2 separate regions of the Mus musculus genome follow, and region 1 is linked to region 2. A link is a contact called in public Hi-C data. All regions are on one chromosome and are shown on one strand. Each heading gives the region's core, a stretch centred on a gene start, on an enhancer-like site or on the middle of the called end of the contact. The rest is flanking DNA. Distances are from core to core; before and after follow the strand shown. Region 1 overlaps Gm51621 (a long non-coding RNA gene). Region 2 has its middle 78 kb from the start of Col5a2.

The links. Hi-C and Micro-C count contacts between places; a contact is called where the count stands out from the background.
Region 1: a Hi-C map of embryonic fibroblasts shows a contact between it and region 2, with 7 times the contacts expected there. The contact joins two enhancer-like sites. A contact is called at or near these places in 3 of 484 Hi-C or Micro-C datasets (the G1E-ER4 cell line, embryonic fibroblasts and nephron progenitors).

What each region holds. Positions count from the first base shown.
Region 1 is chr1:45,760,132-45,762,999 of GRCm38.p6, reverse strand. All of the region lies in intron 1 of Gm51621 (a long non-coding RNA gene), which reads left to right. Among named protein-coding and RNA genes, the nearest start is that of Gm51621, 3.5 kb to the left of the region's middle. Within about 2 kb of position 1,384, at least 61 of the 459 cell types and tissues checked have an H3K27ac peak or open chromatin away from gene starts, as enhancers often do. A contact at or near this core is called in embryonic fibroblasts, where this site is marked.
Region 2 is chr1:45,579,474-45,582,173 of GRCm38.p6, reverse strand. No RefSeq gene overlaps it. Among named protein-coding and RNA genes, the nearest start is that of Col5a2, 78 kb to the right of the region's middle. Within about 2 kb of position 1,448, at least 25 of the 459 cell types and tissues checked have an H3K27ac peak or open chromatin away from gene starts, as enhancers often do. A contact at or near this core is called in embryonic fibroblasts, where this site is marked.

The DNA of each region.
Region 1 (2,868 bases), core at 135-2,634, 180 kb before region 2:
GTTTGTTTGTTTGTTTGTTTGTTTTTTTGGTAATTATTAGTTTGCTATTCTCTCTCCCAATACGAAGTAGAAAACTAACTCTCATGTTAATGATTTCTCAGAGCTAGTATGAATTAATGAACTCACTCCGTAGACCAGGCTGGCCTCGGACTCAGAAATCTACCTGCCTCTGTCTCCCAAGTGCTGGGATTAAAGGCGTGTACTACCACTTCCCGGCTTGATTCTTTAGTTTTAATTGGGCAGTTAGACATGTATTTCCTGTGGACTAGGGTACATAGCCTAGTAGTAAAGGTAGGGCAATAAAAATCAGAGTGTAAGGTAATTTCTATAAGTCCATGACATCAGAATCTATCTGGTGCCATTTTGCTAGCAAAATTTTGTCTTGAAACAAACACAACAACTATCACAACAAAACCAAAAATACAAAGGAAGTATATCTCTGGGTAAGAATAGACACCGGGAAGTAAAAGGTTCTACATAAGACTTCACTTTTCGAAGAAAGTGAAGACCAATGCAGGTTCTCAGATCAATGACCGCATCAGGAAAACGACCTTTGCAGAACATTTGGTTGGAGCTCTCTCAGTTATTCTACTCGGCTTTATTATTTCCAGGTTAAGTTTCTTCAACAAAATTTGAAAGGATCAGTTAAATAAAGAATCCAATTTGTTATTTCAAAACACTGCTGCCTCACCAATATGCCTGGCTATCTCAGGACAGTGTGAGTGGATAGTGTTACAGTTTACACAAAATGCCCTGGCCACATGTGCATCTGTGACCTTGTTCTACAGGAAGTCAGTGACATGGGCACGGTGAATCTATCCTTCACGGCTTCTATTCAACATCCAGAAAAGTAATGCAAAGCAAAGGTGATGATGAAGGTATATAGGAGTCCTAGAAGTCATGTCACTTCACCTTAGGCATTACTATTAAAGGCAACCATAGTCACTAGGGTTATTCTCTTTATGTTTCATACCATATAAAGAGCAGTTGCAGATTTTTCAAGTCTGATTTGAATGTAGTATGTCAATTCTTTTTTTCATATTAATACTATCTATGCATTTACTTTTCTCAATATCACACTCTCTGAGAGGAAAAGAAAAAAAAGTGGCCATGGTCAGGCACAATAGTGCATGTGTGTGTGTGTATGTATATGTATGTGTGTATGTATGCATGTGTGTATGTGTGTGTGTGTGTACTTGGCAGGTATATATTTGGCAGTGTGTTCAAAGTAATGGCTATGTTTGAAGTAACTTGCCTAAGAAAACTTCAGCTTAAGCCAGAGCCCCTGTAACTCATTTTTACTTGGGTTAATATTCACTTGCCTTTGTTCTTGCTGGGGCAGGAAGATTAGGGGCTTTCTGACAGGCAGTGTGGGACTTGTTAGATAACTGCCTAAACAACCCAGTGCAGTCCCTGCGCCACCCCAGATTAGAGTGGATTCTATCTTGATCTGTAAACTAAACATTTGCATTTGGAACAGGGGGAGCTCAAGTCTGGCTTGTCTAATCTTGGTTTGAGCACCCTTAAGTAACTTGCTTGATTTTCACCACCAAGCACATTGCTTGCTGGGTAAAAGATCTTTCATTTGCCATAACAAGATCTGGAGCTTAAGTTGCAATTGCTGGGAAGGCAGCTTTAATGTTTTCCTTTCCCATGAAAATGAAAACCAGAGAAAACTGTTTCCTGATTACACATCAACATTACAAATGTCTTATGGCAAAGAAAGATGAGCCTGGTTTGTGCAGAGCAACAGTGTGGGTGAACGATGAGGCCTCTGCAGTATGCCTGAGACTTTATTTTTTGCTTTAGAAGGAAATTCTCTTTCCACTAGAATTATGTCTCTGGGTGGGTGATTCATAAACAGAGGACCTGGGAAAGGATTCTGTCTCTTGAACCTATTTACAGTTTTAATCATAGCCAGCTGCTCAGTTGCTGGAGGAGTTTAGATTTTGCAAAGGCATTAGGAGTTTTATCTTTTGTGCTTAAAACTTTAGATCGAGGTCACGTTAAGATGTTGGTCAGTAAATAACTTAAAACCTTTCTTAAGAATGTGGACATTCCTTTTCAATGCACAGGGAGGCAGTTTTAAGGTATTCTAAACTCAGCGTGGTAGAGTTTAAAACCCTTTTCTTTGATGCAAAACAGCTGCAGCCCTGTTTTGAGTGGCAGAAACATTGCCTCTGCCTCTCTGTCTTCTTACACTTTCCAGGCTCAAGGCAAAGGATTAAGAAATTTAACATTTTTCTTCTTGTCAGGCACATTCACAGCCATTGCCTTTACAGCTAAATGGTACTTTTAAAGAAAAGGAATTTCAATTTATACTTAAGCCCAATAGCCTAAAGACAGTAGGAAAACATTAACCTCTTAAGAATGTTGCAGAGGTTGAAAATATTTTCATAGTGTAGGCATTATCAAACCTCCAAACATTTTCTGCTGAATGTGACCTTAACCAACACACTGGCCTATACATGTCCAGTCTTATTTATCCTTAGAATTTACTACTAGTACTAATATTTATTTTATGTGTATGGTTGTTTTCCCTGTATGTATGCATGTGCAGTATGTGTGTGCCCCATGCCCTTAGAGTTCCCAAGAGGGCACCAGATCCCCTGAGACTGGAATTGTGCTGATTGTAAGCCACCATATTGGTGGTGAGAACAGAACCCAAGAACTATAGATAACCACTCTAACTACTATTAACCACTCTAACTCCAAATAACTCTGCTCAGTAGTTATTTGAGCTGAGACAGGAGGCCAATTCCATTTCTCACTTAGCTTACAGAAAAAAGACTTTAGAGTTCAATTTCTCTCAATGCTTTATTGATGATTGGTCTATATGATGCTTGTCTCAACACAGTGAAAAGGTGA
Region 2 (2,700 bases), core at 199-2,698:
GTAGCCTGGAGAAGCTGCTAGTAGCAAGGGATCTCATAGCTGGAGAATAGAGTAGTGTAGTGGCTTATCTGTCCAATCTAGATATGTAGCTTATAAATATTATAATTGAGTTATTTTCCTGGGCTTATTGGGGTTGGAGATTTACTGCAACAGTCTGCCATCTTCAATTGGGCAGATCAAGTTTTTCTATGCACTGTGTCATCTTATCTAAGGGTGGCCACATGGCTGGCTGTAGCTTCAGCAACATATTGGTTAAGGGCAGTCTCACAACCATCTGTCATCTTTGTAACAGGCACTTCCCACCTTCTTGCCTCCTCACCTTAAAACAGCCTGACTTAAGGTCTCCAAAGATATTTCAATGAAGATGAAGTTGTCCTATGTTTCTATCCTGCCTTGGTAAATAATAATTTTAACACTAATTTAAAGATTTAAAATAGTAAAATGTTAAAGACTACTGAGTTAAAGATGTTCAGCCTTGTTTTTTTTTTCTACTGCTATTAAGTTACAATGTACTCTCTTTATTTGCTAGATGCATTTTAAAACAAATAATTAAACAAACACTGATTGTCTAACTCAGATATGCTTAATAGATATTGGCTCTCAATCTTGTCAAAATATGCTAATTATAATGTTAAATGTCTAAGCTTATTACGACAGGCTCCCAAAGCTCATAATTACCTGATTCATGCTTCACTATTGCCTCTTCTTAGTTTCTCCTTTTTAAAATTAAACTAAAATGAAGGAATGTTGACATTTCTTCCAACCTCTGCCCAAGAGTTACCTGGCTATTGCCAGGTAGGCCTGGCTTGATATAAAAGGTGATGTTTGGCCCCTCCTCATTCTCTTACTCTCTCTGTACCTTCTCTCCCTGATCCCTTTCTCCCTCTCTCTCCCTCCCCCTTCTCTTTCCATGTGTCCCTCACTGGCCTCTCCTCCTCATCATTCTCCTTCTCTTCTTCTTCTTCTCCCCCCCTCCCGTTTCTCATTTCTCTCTCCATTTCTCTGTCTCTACTCTCTTCTTAACTCCCCTTCCTATGCCCTAAATAAACTCTATTCTATATTCTACCTGTTGTATGGTTGGCACCTCTGGGTGAAGGGATGCCACATCATGAGCCTGCTGAGGCACCCCTCCCACATTACCATACCTGGCTCTACAAACATATCCTGGCTCTAATTATAAAACACAACAGCTTGTGAATATTTGAGTACCTTGCTAGAGAAAGAGCCTTAGACTTTTGAATGGCAATTTGTCCTTTAGCTAATTTCCTTTTCATTTGGTTCTGGAATTTCCTAAAAGTGGATTCATTCTGATAGGTTTTCTCTACCAAAAAAAATAAGCCAATTCAGTCAAATTATGAGTAAAAAGGCAGGAATGAGTTCACCAATCTCAAGAATGAGACTGGAATGAGTCGCAGGCTGACTATGGCTTGAAAGTTTTTTATAGGCTGTCTGCTTGTGGTGAGGGGTGAGCTTGAGTAGCTGTGACTTCAGGTGAGAGGATTGGGATATCTGTCAGGAATGTCAGGAATGTGAGATTGAATTTTTTTTTTCTTCTGCTTTTTCTGTTGGGAGGCTTTCAGATTGGGTGGGATTGGAGACAGAGGGAGGAATGGAATTTGCTGGACCATGTGGGGGAGGGGTGCAAGCCAAGGATTCTAACTGAACACATTTGGCACTAAAAGTTTTGTAACTTGTCTCTGTGTGTAATGTTGTTCATCTCTGTGATCTTCACTTTCATACTTCCTGCAGCATCTCTAATGCTGCCATCTTGGCACTTTCACCAAGAAATGGGGACAAGCTCAGGGCCCTTGTTTACTCTAAAGATAACCAGACTTCCTTTTCTTAGAATTCTGCAGTCTAATTAAGATCTATGATGGTTTAAGATGGTTTCAGACATATGGCCATCTCTCTTATCTGATGGAAACACATTCTCCTATTACTTTGCTGATGTGCATGTGTGTATGCCTGTGTATAATTGTGAGTGTTTATGTATGTGTGTGAATGTGCCTATTTGTGTCTGAGTGCATGCATGTGTGTGTTTGTTTGAAATTCAACTGGGTAGTTACTACTCTTTAGAAGACTTGATTTAATGAAATTCATTCAATTTTGAAGTTATCAATTATGAGCAGATGTAATTGGGTTATATCAGGTTTGCCTAGAGTCTTTTTAAATGCTAGTTTTTATTTCTTATTGAAAAGGTATTATATAATTCATCAGTATGGTGTGCAGATATGTAGCAAGATCTCTCCATTGCTGAATGAATGCCTCATGTGCATTTTGAAATATCAAGAGAAGAGGAAAAACCTGACATAATTACATTCATGACAGAGAAGCTAAAAAGACTGAATTTTATTGGAATATTACAATTTTTTCCAACATAAAAGAAAAATATGGACCCCTGCCATCTTCCTTCTGAATCCCCCCCCCCGCCCCCGCACACAAACACATGCCATAAAACACATGCCATCTTTCTTCTAAACCCAGCAGAGACCACTAAGGGCTCCAGAATACTCTCCACACCGCAGGACCTCGGGATCACCTCGGGATCATGGGTGAGTGGAATGCAACATCAGCTCCAAAGAATCATGGAGGGTCTTGTGCCAGCAGGAAAAGGGACAGAGGAAGCCCACCTGACCAGAGGCTGGGATTCATTCAGATCAAGACCAGAATGAATTCATCTTCTTCGTGAACCCGGCCAAG